Regions from separate parts of the Sus scrofa genome. Here all the other regions are linked to region 1. Evidence: chromatin contacts called from public Hi-C and targeted proximity ligation data. All regions are on one chromosome and are shown on one strand. The core of a region is the stretch at or near the end of the contact, and the rest is flanking DNA. Distances in the headings are between cores, read along the strand shown. Region 1 holds the start of USP5 (ubiquitin carboxyl-terminal hydrolase 5). Region 2 holds the start of VAMP1 (vesicle-associated membrane protein 1). Region 3 holds the start of PEX5 (peroxisomal biogenesis factor 5).

The links. A called contact is a pair of places that touch in the nucleus more often than the background predicts.
Region 2: a Hi-C map of liver shows a contact between it and region 1, with 4 times the contacts expected there. A contact is called at or near these places in 1 of 5 promoter capture datasets (fetal liver), 1 of 47 Hi-C or Micro-C datasets (liver) and 1 of 2 datasets of targeted methods (alveolar macrophages).
Region 3: a contact with region 1 is called in a targeted proximity ligation map of alveolar macrophages. A contact is called at or near these places in 1 of 5 promoter capture datasets (liver) and 1 of 2 datasets of targeted methods (alveolar macrophages).

What each region holds. Positions count from the first base shown.
Region 1 is chr5:63,856,515-63,861,328 of Sscrofa11.1, reverse strand. USP5 (ubiquitin carboxyl-terminal hydrolase 5) reads left to right here and starts at 2,494. Exons shown (of 20, transcript XM_001925784.6): 1 at 2,494-2,765. The coding sequence starts at 2,655. CDCA3 (cell division cycle-associated protein 3) reads right to left here and starts at 2,424. Exons shown (of 6, transcript XM_013987400.2): 1 at 1,720-2,424; 2 at 1,333-1,507; 3 at 946-1,075; 4 at 146-439; 5 at 1-9. The coding sequence starts at 1,452.
Region 2 is chr5:64,179,549-64,184,362 of Sscrofa11.1, reverse strand. VAMP1 (vesicle-associated membrane protein 1) reads right to left here and starts at 2,867. Exons shown (of 6, transcript XM_005653160.3): 1 at 2,765-2,867; 2 at 2,382-2,631. The coding sequence starts at 2,383.
Region 3 is chr5:63,559,912-63,564,725 of Sscrofa11.1, reverse strand. PEX5 (peroxisomal biogenesis factor 5) reads left to right here and starts at 1,964. Exons shown (of 17, transcript XM_013988424.2): 1 at 1,964-2,213; 2 at 2,667-2,829; 3 at 3,144-3,179; 4 at 3,390-3,522; 5 at 3,725-3,856. The coding sequence starts at 2,683.

The DNA of each region.
Region 1 (4,814 bases), core at 1,245-3,744:
ACTTAGAACCTAAGGTGGACAAGGAGTTAAAACACGGAGCCGAGATTAGGGGCTTCCAGTTTAGTCCTCTTCTGTTCACCGCGGCCACTATCCCAGAGCACTCTCCCAATTTCTCTTCCCCATACCTTGCCTTCAGATTCTGTACCTGAAGATCTAGGTGTCTCGGGGTCTCTCAAGGGCTTGTCGGAGCCCTGGCTGGCCACAGGGGTTTCTGAGGGCTGTCCTGTTTCCTCCTTGGAAAGCATCTGCTTGGAGGGGAGCTCACTGTGGCTCCAAGGTGGCATCTGGTCCTCAAGGGAAAACCGGGTGCCCAGAGGCAAGTCCAGTTCAGAAGATGACAGTGTCTCCAGGGGCAGAATAGGTTCTGGGGGAAGATTTGACTTGGGGTCTTCCGTCTCAAATACATCACTCAGCTGTTTCACCAGTGGGCTTTGGAGCTCTGGGGGCGGGGAAGTGAAGCAAGATCGTGACCTTCTGATACAATCAGCAAGGAGGGAAAAGATACACCTGCCTTTGGAGTCATGCTATGGTGGATGAAGGACTGGGAAGAGAGAAGTCAAGGAGAGGGAACAAAGTGTTGAAAAAAAGAATGACATGGGGGAGTTCTCATTGTGGCACAGCGGAAATGAATCCGACTAGGAACCATGAGGTTGCGGGTTCAATCCCTGGCCTCGCTCAGTGGGTTGAGGATCTGGCATTGCCGTGAGCTGTGGGGTAGGTCACAAATGCTGCTCAGATCCTGTGTTGCTGTGGCTGTGGTGTAGGCCAGCAGCTGTAGCTCCAATTGGACTCTTAGCCTATGAACCTCCATATGCATGGGTGCGGCCCTAAAAAGCCAAAAAAAAAAAAAAAAAGAAGAAGAAGCCTGAGAGGACAGCCTCACTGATCCCACCCAATGATGCTAAGTGACAGCATTATCAGAATTCCCTGGACCCAACACTTAACCTCCGCTGCTGGTCTTCATGGGTGTCCGTGCAATGCCAAGGGTAGGAGAGCGGGGATCTGTGTCCTGGGCCTGCTTAGGACCCTCCAGCTGCTCCCCTGAAGGCAGGTTTGGCTGTGGAGAGCTCTCTACCTGTCGGGACCAAAGGCTAGAATAAGTCTGAGCCCTGACTCTTCTCTCCCAGATCTCTAGCCTCAGCTGACACTCCAGGTGGGAACTGGCCAAGGGCATCAGACACTCAACCTACTTCATCCAGATTGAGAATGAGGGAAAATAAGGCCTCAGAGGGAGGTGGCGGGGGTTGGGGGAGTAAGAGCTCTTCCAAAATCAGGTTAGGCAGAGGCCCAATAATTCAGTTTCGCGGCCTCCCCCGCCCTGGCCCAGGGTACCTGGATGGGAGTGCGTTGGATGCCGGCGCTGGGTGAACGGGGGTCCGCTACTCGAGCCAGAAGCTTGTTGTGCGGCGGAGGCCGCGCTGGAGTGACTGGGACGCTCTTGGCTGAGCCCATCTCAAGCAGGAGAAATAGGATGGGGCAGAGCCCGCCCCGGGCGAAGAGGGGATGCCTGTGAGAAGTGACTCAGGTCTTAGCCCTTACTGCGACCACGTTCGACTTTTGACCCCAGACCACCGGATCTTCCCCATTCCCCGCTGAGGAACAGTCTGGTAGCCAGGCCAGAGGTCCCTGCGGGGATAACGGCTGATAAAGCTGACAAGGCAGCGTCTCCGAGTCTGCTGGACCCTCTAACTTCTTCACTAATTTATTCAAATCACTTACCAGGCCCCAAATCCACCTTTGGGTGCAAAGCAGCTTGATCCTCAACTCCCGAAGCTGAGTTTCAAACTTCCCGCCACGCCCCTACCCTGAGCCTATTGGCTGAGCCGACGCAGGCTCCTATAGGTCCGCTATGTGAGGCCCGCCTCCAGGGAAGGAAGCCATTGGGTAGGGAGGACGTCTATCATAGAGACCGTGGGGCCGAGGGACCGCGGCTGGCCCAACCCAGGGGTGACGCCTCTTTGATAAGGGGACTTTTGTTCCTTATCGGGCTGCGAGTAGTCCGTAGTGAGATTTTGAGGAATGCCAGTCTTCGCTTTTGAGACCTCCAGTTTCAAAATCAAATGATTTTATTAAAAAATAGGATCAGGAATTATTACAGTTATAATCCAGTCGGAGACGGAGTTATGAAGATTTTTCTGAGGCCCTAAAGATAGTAATCCTTATTGGTCCGCAGAGTTAGCAATCACTCGGCACTAATCCCCAAACCCCGCCTCATTGGACAGCCCCCTTTCAAATACCAAGAATACTTGTCTGCTCGTCTATTTTCGAATTGGACAAATCCAAAAGAAGGTTTCTGGAATGGACGGGTTTAAACAACTGTCAGTTTCTGCTCTTCAAAAGAAGGCACGCAAAGTCCCAGAATCCCAGCAGCCAAAACTCCGGAGCCCACCTCGCTGCTCTACATGCGCTCTGCCCTTGGAGGTGTGGGATTGGCTCTTTCGACCAACGATTGCATTAGAAGCGCTTTTCATTGGCTTTAGTCGAGAGGCGGGCAGAGGGCGGAGCACTAGCCGGCAGGCTCCGTCCAACTGCCATTCTCGCGCGTCCTCCCTTCAGCGCATGCACCTAACGAGTAGTGCTCATTGGACGGAGGGGTAGGGGGTGGGGGACTAGAAGTGGGAGCCGCGGTGTGTGGAGGAGCTGCTGCCGGTGTCATGGCGGAGCTGAGTGAGGAGGCGCTGCTGTCAGTATTACCGACGATCCGGGTCCCCAAGGCTGGAGACCGGGTCCACAAAGACGAATGCGCCTTCTCCTTCGACACACCGGTAAGCCCATTCCCCACGCCCGCAGCGAGCACGACTTCCCCTCCATTGCCCTGGTCATTCTGCCGGGGCCTGCAAGGCTTGGACCACCGCCTCCCTGCGGTGCACCCTGGGACTTGTAGTCTCTCACGCTACTCTTGCCGTTGCTTTGGATTCGCGGGAGCTGTCGTGTGACTACTATCCCCGGAAGCCACCGCGCCCGCTTCATCCGCCCCCGGTCTCGGGGAGCACTGTGGGTATTGTAGTCCCTCACTCCCGTCATTGTCATTCTAAGCTAAAGGCGCCACCCGGTCGGCGGACTACATCTCCCACGTGGACTCCTGCGGAAAGCCTGGGAGTTGGCCTTGCCCGTCGCGCATGGCTCTCTGGATTTTGTAGTCTCGTTTAGGAGGGATGGGGCGACCCCCCGCTGTTTTGGGCCCGGGTTGGGGTATGAGGGGGGGGACTGCAGCTCCCAGGCGTCTGGTAGTTTAGAAGTGGCCATGAAGAAGGCTTGTTTTGAGAAAGGCCGAGTTAGAGAGCCTCCACCCATGGTTAATACGGACAGAGGGCGGGGAGGTGGGTCATTGGTGGTACGGAGGGGAGGAAAGAGGAGAGGAAAGCTCTAGTCGTTTCTCCTTGGAGGTGAATTATGGCCACGGCCCACCCCGCCCCTTTCCCCTGCCCATCACATAGAGCGGAGGGAACCCCTTTGAAAGTATTCCCAGAGAGATGGTTTCTTTCGTGGGAGATACTAAGGCCCCTTTCCCATCCTGCTCCCACTCTTGACTAGTTAGACAAAGCAGCCACCCACACCATGCTTTACGTTTTGCAGGCTCCACCCAGTACCTCCCTTCCTGCAGTTCTGCCTTCCTGTGTCACCCTTGGGCCGCCAGCTGGGTAGGAGTCCGATTGGGATCCGCCCCCCTCACCACCCCTCCCTCAAGCCGCTGCTGGGCCCTGCCCAGGGTGTTCAGCCAGACCAGCTCATGGCCTGGAAAACTGCAAGTCAGAGTGGAAAGGCTTCGTTAATACATCGCCAGTGCTGAGCAGAGCAGCGTGACCTAAGGCCCAGTTCAGGATCATCACTGTGATTTGTGGGTTGCTTGGTTTGCTGGGCTTTGATCTGGGCCTCAGACAATGTGCTGCTTCTCTGAAGTCTGGCTCTGGCAGAGCTAAAAGAGGACTGCTCAGAGCAGAGCTCCAGGGTTCCCAATCCTTGGTGGAATCAGCATCTTTTATTTCCAGCAGAGAAGTTTAATCACTGCATAGCTCCCACCCGCCTCCCAGTTTATCATGTGCATGGCCTGGTGAAGCACTGTCTTTCTCAGGAAGGAAAAGAGTTGTTTTTTTAATTAATTATCAACAGATGGTAGAAGTCTCCCTTCTTTCACTTACCTGCAGTGGCTCCCTCTTGACACTCCTGTCTCCCTAGTAATGGTTTGAATCATCCAAAGGAGGTTTCGTAATCTTTACACTTTCCTTCTCTCACCCCAAGTCAAGAGAGCTCCATTCGTTGGCTTTGCTGGCCAACTTCTGACATATTTGATTATCTTCAAATTGGGTTCTTGGTAGAAAGAGAGCTTATTTGACCTCCCTGATAAGAATGCTCAGTTTATTCATGAACGCTGTAATCCATGCTCTTCTAGGGAGTGGTACAGAGCAATCTGTGGGGCTGAGAACTGCCACACGGTGCCCTGTTTTCAGTTTCACAGCAGAGAATTTTTCAAGGCCACGGAGGCTTTTTCTTGTTTTTCTTTCTACGGCCACACCTGTGGCACATGGATGTTCCCAGGCTAGGGGTTGAATGGGAGCTGCAGCTGCGGTCTACACCACAGCCACAGCAACCCCAGCTCCGAGCCACCTCTGGGAACTACGCTGCAACTTGTGGCAACGCCAAGTCCTTAACCCACTGAGCGAGGCCAGGGATCGAGTGCATCCTCACAATGCTGAGCTCCCATGGGAATGCCAAGGCCACGGAGGCTTTCATTCCAGGAAGAAGAAGCCTGTTGCTTGGATCTAGAGGAAGACTGTTGTCGTCCCCAGTTCCCTCCTGCCCCTTCTCCATCACTC
Region 2 (4,814 bases), core at 1,618-4,117, 320 kb before region 1:
ACACCATCCTCTGGCACAACAGCTGCTGGGAAAAATGGGCCAGCCTTGGCCTAAATGCCATTCCTCTGCCTCTCAGAAGCCTTTCACGTGAAGTCAAACTGGAAAACTCCAATCCAGGTTAGGAAAAATGTCCACAAACGACTGACCCTCAGGACAAGCCTATAGACTGAACAGCTCCTTTTTGCAAAGCCTGTATATAAAAAGAAAGGCCAAGCTAACAGACTCTGCTTATGGGGAGCTGGTTATGTTTCACACAATGATTAGTATATGATGGCCCCTCTAGGACAACTTGGAGAATCACCAAAGGCAAGTCCTCTGTCAGTAGAGTGAGTCAGGACTGTTTGCTTGCCTTGTTTTTGGCAGAGAAGACTGGGGTTTCACTTAGAAATTGGGGACCAAAGCAATTGTATTGTGAGACTGTTCCAAGAATGACAGGGACAGGAAGCAAAAACACTGGATGTGATCCTCAGTGTACATGCATCAGAAACATTCTGTCCCTTCCTTTTCCAGATTTGGCATCAAGTCCCAGGAGACTCTCCTAGTTCTTTATGTGCCAAGGAGAAATCTTGGTTTACACTGCTATACACAGAGACCATGCTCTCTTCCCCTTAGCCTTAGGGGAAGAATGATCTGGTGTGGGATCCTCAACATAAACTCCTCTCCAGGCCCCAACACATGGAAGTTAAATTCACCCCCCCGAAGAATTCCCAGAAGTCTAACCTAAGACATGAGATTTTCTCTGCCAAGGAACCCACAGGCAGGAGGGGGACCTCTCAAATTTGATGAAGAAGAGAAATTACAATAACTCCTCAAACAGAAGCAGAATCCCACAAAACATACCTCATAGCAGCAGTCCACAAGTGAATGCACTACGGATGAAACCATCACAAAGTCACCAAAAAGGTAAAGCCTTGACTACTCACAATAGAACTAATGCCCAGAAGTTCCTCCTCTCTACTAAGCAAGTAAATTTCAGCCTGAAAGGATAGAGAATAACTTCTCAAAGAGGTAATACTCCCAGATGACACCTGACTCATCCCCACTAAAAGAAGCATCTCCCATTTCCCTCTGAGGCACAATGGAGGCAAAGGAAAGCCATGGAAGCCACCAGACTCCTCTGCTCCTACTGAGCTAAGCAATCTAGGTCTCTGACTGAAAGTGGAAAATTCAATGAGTAGGGAGCAGGCAGTGTTTGGTCCTGGAAGCAGTCCAGGCTGGTGGCACCAATGACAAGATTAAGGTCAGAGACCTCGTGATGCCCTTCTAGTCACCAAGTTTTCCCCATCTCCTTCCCACATGGATGCTACTGGGAACCAGTCGGCTGAGACGATTCCCCCTCCCCCAAATGAAAACCTATGGAATCCTAGGGCTTGGCCAAAAATGCACAGAATGTCATATACAGTTAAAACTGTAGAAATCCAATAGAGAAAAGGGGAATTGGTTATAAAGGATTTGAAGGGACCATTTCACTTAATAACTTGTAGCGAGCGAGTTGGGAACACTCAGGAGTAATATATCTGGAGATAGTTATAACCCTTATGTAACATAAATAAATCTGTTCCCTTTTCTGTCACCAAGAGAAGCATCAAAAATACATCTAGGACCAGACCAGGACTCCAGGAAAGAATGGAAAGTTCTTCATTCGTCTAGCCCTAGTTCTTCCTCAAGGTTTTGGAATGGGAGTGATGTTGAAGATGATCAGAGACTAAGTTGAATGTGTTGAGGAAAGGGGTTGAGGGGATCCTCAGCTGTTTCTCTTCTAAATACTTGGCTAAGACTCAATAACAGGAAAACATCACCTACACGGGTGGCCTTGGGATGAGTGGCTGCTTGGAATCACATGCCCCTGCCCCTTGAGCCTTTTTGAGCTGCTCACCTAGCGCCAGGGAACTGGCAGGTAAGTTTCTGGAGCTTTGCTCACAGCCAAGAAGAGTTGGGGGGTACCCAAGTCAGAGATTGCAGGACAAGCCAAGTTACTAACTGGCAGGTGCACCCATGGCCATGACTGTCTTTCTAGAGGCCCTAAGTACAGCTTCAACCAACAACAAGAAAGGGCCTGGGGTAGGCCCCTACCCGGTGTCTTGGCGCACCATCTTTCAACAGAGACCTGACTGAGGAGCCCCACAGGCGAGAGAAGAGGGGCAGCGAAAGTGGGACCCCCGCGCCCCTGCGCCGCCCGTGGGATGCTGGCTGGAACTGGTGCAGGAATGAGGTGCAGCCTCCCTTCCCCAAGGGTGGCCCGGCCCAGGGCTGGTGCGCGGCGGTGGTTCCCCGCGTCGCTGCATCTGCTGCAATGCGCCATTTTCGGTCCCGCAGAGTTCTGCGCTGGGGGTGAGAGTTGGCAAGGAGGTGTCGCGCCCCCCACACCAGAGTCAACTCACATGTCTCAAACAGAGGAAGGAGAGGTCTGTCTCCTCTCCGGAGGCTGCGGCGTGACACCGGGTCAGGGAACTCTGCGGTGAAACCGACGGCAACGCCACGCTCCTCCTCTTGCTGACCACCTGGAGCTCTAGCTGCGGTGGAACTCACTGCAGCGGCCGCTCAGGCCCCAGTCTTTATTAGTGCTGGTCACGCCCCCGGATCACGCTGATAAACCTGTGGACCAATCCCCGCCAAGAACAGACGCCAGTCCTGAAATGAAGCAGGGAATAAAGCCTACAGTGCCCGCCCCTGGAAATTCGCCAGTCACGGCTCTCTTATCATTCGGACCCGGAAAATGAGCGATGCTGGGAGGATGTGGCCAATACAACTGTGGTTTGCTTACCTGTCTGACTAAGCGACAGGGATGGGTGGAACTATGGCCCCCCTCCTGGAGGGTCGGCTCCAGCAGTTTGAGTTGGGCTTTTTTGGTGCCTCCAAGCCAATCGCTGAGCAGTTCCTCGGTCCGGGCCCGCCCACGGCCCGCGTCTCCAGCCAATCACGCCGTTTCCGCCTACAGCGGCAAGCAGGTTGGCGCGTGGCAGCCGGGACTCCCAAACCCTGGGAGCAGCAGAGGTTCGGTTGTCTGGGCACCGCCCAGGTGCTCGGACCTGGCAGGCCTCCACCCCCAGTCTTTGACAGACAGCTCTGAGGAGGCTATATCCATCGAGGCAGAGCCGCAGGCTCCCCGGGCCGCTGGGCGGCGGGGATCCTTACGACCAAAGTAAATACTTTGGAGAGCTCGGTTCACCGGTTCTACACAGCCATCAAGCCCCTCGCTCAGTCTGTCCTAAATTTAACTTTCCCTCCCCAAACTTGCTTGTCCTATCCCTCTCGGTAGCTTACCACTTGGACTCAGTTGCCCAAACCAGAAACCTGGAAACCATGCTAGATTTTCCTCCCATTCATCTTTTTCTGCCCTCCTATAAATCACCAAGCTGAGCGGATTTTTTTCTTCTTAGTATTTCAATAATTCTCTCCCCTCCTCTCACTGTCCTGCTGCAGCTTATTATCCCTTGTTTGGCGTCCATCAGTTGTAAAATCATTCTTCCACGTACTGCACACCAACATAATGCTTTTTTATCACTTCGAATTTTTATTTTATATGTATGGAAAGTGGAGGTTTCTATAGATGCAGATTTTTACCATACATCACTCTCATGCATACATGCAAAGGAAAATAGAAAAGTAGCCTAGTGTTCATAAAACTTTTTCAGACACCGACTCTTACGATTTTTTTTTTCTTTTTACTCAGTCTTAGATGTGCATGATTTCCACACAATATAGTCCTCTGTGCATGCCATCAAGGGCTTTGGGTGATGCAGCATTTCTTAAAGAAATGTTCCTTTTCTGTCTGGAATTTTTCTTTCAAGACATCCATTTGGCAAATTTTGATTCTTATGAGCCAGTATGACAAATACAGTATGACCATTCTGGCTAATATAGTCAGACATCCCAATTTAGATGTTAAAGTGAAAAAAGAAAAGTGCCTCTTAAAATTAATGAAATATCATATCATTTTGTTTCATCTTGCCCTCATTCATATCCATCCTCTAAGAAACCACTAGGATGATTTATCAAAATGTCACAACCTGGAGCTCCCGTCGTGGCGCAGTGGTTAACGAATCCGACTAGGAACCATGAGGTTGCGGGTTCGGTCCCTGCCCTTGCTCAGTGGGTTAATGATCTGGCGTTGCTGTGAGCTGTGGTGTAGGTTGCAGACGTGGTTCAGATCCCTAGTTGCTGTGGCTGTGATGTAGGCCAGCGGCTTCAGCTCCGATTGGACCCCTAGCCTGGGAACCTCCATGTGCCGCAGGTGTGGACCTAAAAAGACAGAAAAGACCAAAAAGATAATAATAACACACTGTCTTAATTACTGTAGCTATACAGTAAGACTTAAGTATTTCTCACACACTGTTGTTCTTTTTCAAAATTAGTTAGCTATTTTAGATCCTTTGCCTAAAAGATTATTTTTAAAATGCATTTATGGGAGTTCCTGTTGTGGCTCAGCAGGTTAAGAACCCAACATAGTGTCTATGAGGATGTGGGTTTGATCCCTGGCCTCACTCAGTGGGTTAAGGATCCACCATTGCTGCAAGCTGCAGCATATGTCACAGATTTGGCTCAGATACAGCATTGCTGTGACTGTGGTATAGGTTGGCAGCTGCAGCTCCAATTTGACCCCTAGCCTGGGAACTTCCATATGCTGCAGGTGTGGCCATAAAAAGAATAAATAAATTAATAAATTAATAAGCATTTATGTAAGCTGGCAAGAAAGTAAGACTATTTAAGGACCACAAACTAAGTGAAAGCTGGTACCTAAAGAGGTAAACTGAGATAAAGCCTATTTTGCTTTGAGAGCATTTCGTTAAAAGTTGAATTTAGGCATGGTCATC
Region 3 (4,814 bases), core at 715-3,214, 300 kb after region 1:
GAGAGGGGCCCTCAAAGCTGCAGTAGAGGGAACAGCTGAGACTGGAAGACTGAAACAGCTACATCAACCATTTTCTTGCTTGGAAAATCCTTTCAGTGGAGTTTAATTTCATAGACAATGCTATGGCCTGACACTGGTGACCAGAAGGGGGGACTGTTGTAAAGACTGCCAGCTGCACACCAAACCTTAGTCAAGCCCATTGTGGGCATCCAGCTAAACTACATTTCCCAGCCTCCTCTGCTATTAAAGTGGCCAAATGGCTGAGCCAATGAAAGGTGAACATTACACCACATCAGCCTCCTGATTGGAGAATCTCTTCAATGGAGTTAAATTTCACAGTCAATGGCAAAGCCTGACCCTGAAACCAATATTTCCCCATTACTCATTTTCTCTAGTTACTTTTTTTTTTTTTTTTTTTTTTGTCTTTTTGCCTTTTCTAGGGCTGCTCCCGTGCTGTATGGAGGTTCCCAGGCTAGGAGTCTAATCAGAGCTTTAGCTGCCGGCCTACACCAGAGCCACAGCAACGCAGGATCTGAGCCGTGTCTGCAACCTACACCACAGCTCATGGCAACGCCAGATCCTTAACCCACTGAGCAAGGCCAGGGATTGAACCTGTAACCCCATGGTTCCTAGTCGGATTCCTTAACCACTGAGCCACAATGGGAACTCCTGCTATGAACATTCTTGCACCTGTGCACCTGCAAACACACATGTGTAAGAGTTTCCCTAGGTAAGAGTGATAGAGGTTTGGTCATCCAGGCAAGGGCTGGATCTGTGTACTGCAGGGGAAAAGGGGTAGTGGGGTCAGGTAAGGAAAAAGAGAAATTCTGCACAATCTTAGACTTTGTCATTCGGTTTTTTGAGGTATCACGGCAGCTTCTCTACCATCCGAGGGGTGAGTTTATACAGCCATGCTCCTCTGGAGTCTCCACCTTTGAAATCTGCAGCCAGCCAGGAAACAAGCCTGGCCCAGGGCGCCACCTGCTGACTACCTGCCTCTTCTCCTTCACCCTAGACTGGGATGTTACTTTTGTCCTTTTGGCACAAACCCGTTCTTGCTGCTCAAACAGCAGTCCTGAACACCTCCTGCTCTTCTTCTTGACGTCAGGACACCCTTGGACTTGAAGGCAGACGAGATTTCAGGGTTTCTTTCCCAGTGTCCTCGAGGTGTGACACTAGAGCCAATTCTGTGGCAGATGGTGGGGCCTGAAGCTTCTTCCATGATTAGAAATCATTTCTTGCATCATATTTATGCTTTCCTATTCTGGAGCAGTGACAATAAGGCCACCATGGTGACCTTGATCAGTGGTGAGGGAAGAAGCGGGGGAGAGGAGTGACTCACTGTGCATTTTCTCTGTAGGTTAGCAGCTTGAGGTCTCAGGATGCGTTGGACCCTATTTTAGTCAACGGAATTTGTCATCAACTAGCGCTATTTTCCCCAATACGCAGATGTGGCAGAGGGATTGGGGGCAGACCTCTGTCACCACGGAGACAGTGACGCTGTCCTGCTAGGGGCAATTTGGAGTGAGGCAGGGCTAGAAGGCTGGAGAAGGCCCCGGATTTGACCCCCACACTCCCATGTCAGGGCCCAATTCGCGGCCCAGAAAGGGAAGGAATCCCCTTGGGTCTCAATGCGCCCCCCCAGGGAAAAGGTGGAATGATCTGAGCCCAGAATCCACTTGCACGGCTTTCTCCCAAAGCTATGAAGGCCCTTCTTAGCTCCCTTCTTCTCTGAGCTTTCCATCAAACAAGTCCTAGAGTCCACCATCCTTCGGAGCGCTCCCAAAGTCGCCGCGCCAAGATTTCCCCTTTAAGCGGCTCTTCCCCTTTAAGGGCTACGGCTTCTCCCATTACGCGGGCGTAGCAGACCTAAGGCCCCGCCCCTCCAAACAGCTTCCGCCTGGGCCGCGACTGCCGCGCGGCGGTCACTGCCACTTTAAGCCTGAGCCCCGCCCCTAGCCCCCCGCCCCCTTCTCTCCCCTCCCCCTCCAGCCCGCACCTGGTACCTCGGCTGGTCCTGCGGCTCTGCGCGAGGTGGTGAGCGCTGGGCCCCGAGGGAACGCGCGGACACCTTCCTGGTCTTCCCCCGCCCTTGCGGTGCCCTCGCGGGTCGCGGAGGTGGAGCTTGAGCTACGACCCGGGCCGCGGAGACGGGGTACTCGGAGCGCGGGAGGAGTGGGCCGGGACCAGCCGAGCGGCGGGGAGGGCCTCAGGTGACTTAGTGGGAGGGAATGGCCCACAGCGGTGCTCGCGGGAAACTGAGGTTGGGGGGAATTGGGCTTACGGTCCCGCAGCTAGTCCCCTCTCCCTTTCCCGACTAATTCTCCCCTACAGCCCAGGTGCAGAATTGTCCCTGGGTTCCTTGGGGTCCAGGCTCCTTCCTTGGGGGTCTCAGGCGCCTGTCCCGCCGCCTGAGACTGCAGTTGTGGAGGTCACTGGAGAGGCCCAGGCGGAGAGCGGTGGCTTTTGAGGGGGGCGGCAGGAGGGTACCAGCCTCCTGACTCCTGGCAGAGGTGGGGGCCACAGCAAAAGTTAGAGGGGTGGAGAGTGGCCGGCAGTCAGCAACCTAGGACGGACATCTGCCCACCTCCCCCAGATCCGGGCTGAGTTGTGGATTGTGGAAGGGTCTGGCTCTGGGACCTCAGTTCCAAATTTCTGTCCTTCAGAGATTGGGCGGTCACCATGGCAATGCGGGAGCTGGTGGAGGCGGAATGCGGGGGTGCCAACCCGCTTATGAAGCTGGCAGGGCACTTCACCCAGGACAAGGCCCTTCGGCAGGAGGGGTTAAGGCCTGGCCCCTGGCCCCCCGGAGCCCCAGCCTCCGAGGCGGTGAGTGTTCTTCTGGTGGAAACCCTGAGTGATGACTTGGGATGGAGGGTCCCCATGCCCACTTTGGGATAACTGCTTTCTCTATAGTAATTGTAGTTATCAACTGATGAGTATTTCCTAAAGCTTATACTAAGTGTCTTTGTATAGATGAAGGCAGTTATTTTATAGATGAGGGAACTGAGACTGGGAGAAGTTTTGTGACTTGTCCAAGGTCACATAGGAGGAAGAGCTGCAACGTTAACCCAGGGTTAACTGGGTTGTGTGTGTGTCATCTTCACCACGGTTCCATATTGTCTCCCTTTCTTTTGCTCTAGGTCTCTAAGCCTTTGGGGGTAGCCTCTGAAGATGAGGTAAATAAACATACCAGTCTGTTCTGCTGCATTTTCTGTTTGCCTGTTGTATTTTTACTTTCAACTTGGTTTACCTGTATTTCCATCTGTGAACTTCCCTGATAAAGTGAGATTTGCCTTAACTCTTCTGCTTGTTTTGGTTTTAAGTCGTCTTTGAGCATTTCCAAATCTATAGTTTGTTTCCTTTTTCCTCTTTCTCTCTTCTGACAGTTGGTGGCCGAATTCCTCCAGGACCAGAATGCACCACTTGTATCCCGTGCCCCTCAGACCTTCAAGATGGATGACCTCCTGGCAGAGATGCAGGAGATTGAGCAGTCAAACTTCCGCCAGGCACCCCAGAGAGGTGTGTCCAAGTCTAGTGCTGAGGCGATCACCATTTTCTGTGCAGATAGGGACAAGGGATTCCATATTTGGGTGCTGCTGCTATTGGGGAACTGGGGTGCAGAACGAGACCAAAGGAACAGTGTTTTGATGTGCACTCAGGGTTCCTTAGGCATGATAGACTGATGTGTATTTTTCTTAATTAGCTCTCTCTCTCTTTCAAGCCCCTGGTGTGGCGGACTTGGCCTTGTCTGAGAACTGGGCCCAGGAGTTTCTTGCAGCTGGAGATGCTGTGGATGTAACTCAGGATTATAATGAGACTGACTGGTCCCAAGAATTCATCTCTGAAGTTACAGGTGAGGATTGTCATGGAAAATCTAAAATCATTCCTATGGTACAATCAAAATTCTACACTGTTACCCTAATTTATTTTAGGATGTAGAATAATTTCAAGCTGTTTATGAGTTTACTGGACTATTGGCTCTTTTCCTTAGGGCACTGAACCTGATTTCTCTTAGGTGGTAATATGAAATTGAAACATATTAAACAGAGGACTGAGTTTGAACTGGATAAGAGATTTTGAAGAGAGAGGTACATATGAAGAGAGAGAGAACATGAGGAGTTAAGTTTTCTTCTTCGTTATCTGGAACTGTATTACTGTAGTTTGGTGGAGAGGATCCACAGGGTGGATGGGTGACAGTGTTGCCCAGGAGGAGAAAACTGTTCAGCACTTCCTTTGGGATTCTGGCATCAAGTCATCTTGAACAGAGTTGGAGCCTTGGACGGTGGAATTGTGGCATTCAAAGGCCTGAAGGTTATACTTTTTTTTTTGTCTTTTTAGGGCCGTACCCGAGGCATATGGAGGTTCCCAGGCTAGGGGTCCAGTTGGAACTGTAGCTGCTGGCCTACACCACAGCAATGCCAGATCCTTAACCCACCAAGCTAGGCCAGGGATTGAACCTGCGTCCTCATGGATGCTAGTCGGGTTCATTAACCACTGAGCCATGCCGGCAACTCTGATTTCTTGATGATAGTAATAAAAACTATTAATAAGAGTTATTGTTTACTTACCATGTTCTAGGCTTTGTGGTGATGCTTTAAATGCATTGTCTGTTTAATCACTCTGAGAGGTAGTTACTCTTTTTATTCCTAGTGAACAGATGAACACTGAGGCTGACAGGTTAAGTAATTTGCTTAAGGAGACACAGCTTTGCAAGTGGGTGGAGCTGGGATTTGACTCTGGGTTTGAATGAGTCTGCAGATTTACCTCTTATGCTATACCACCATGCCTGCAATTTAAGCTCTTCAGAGTCC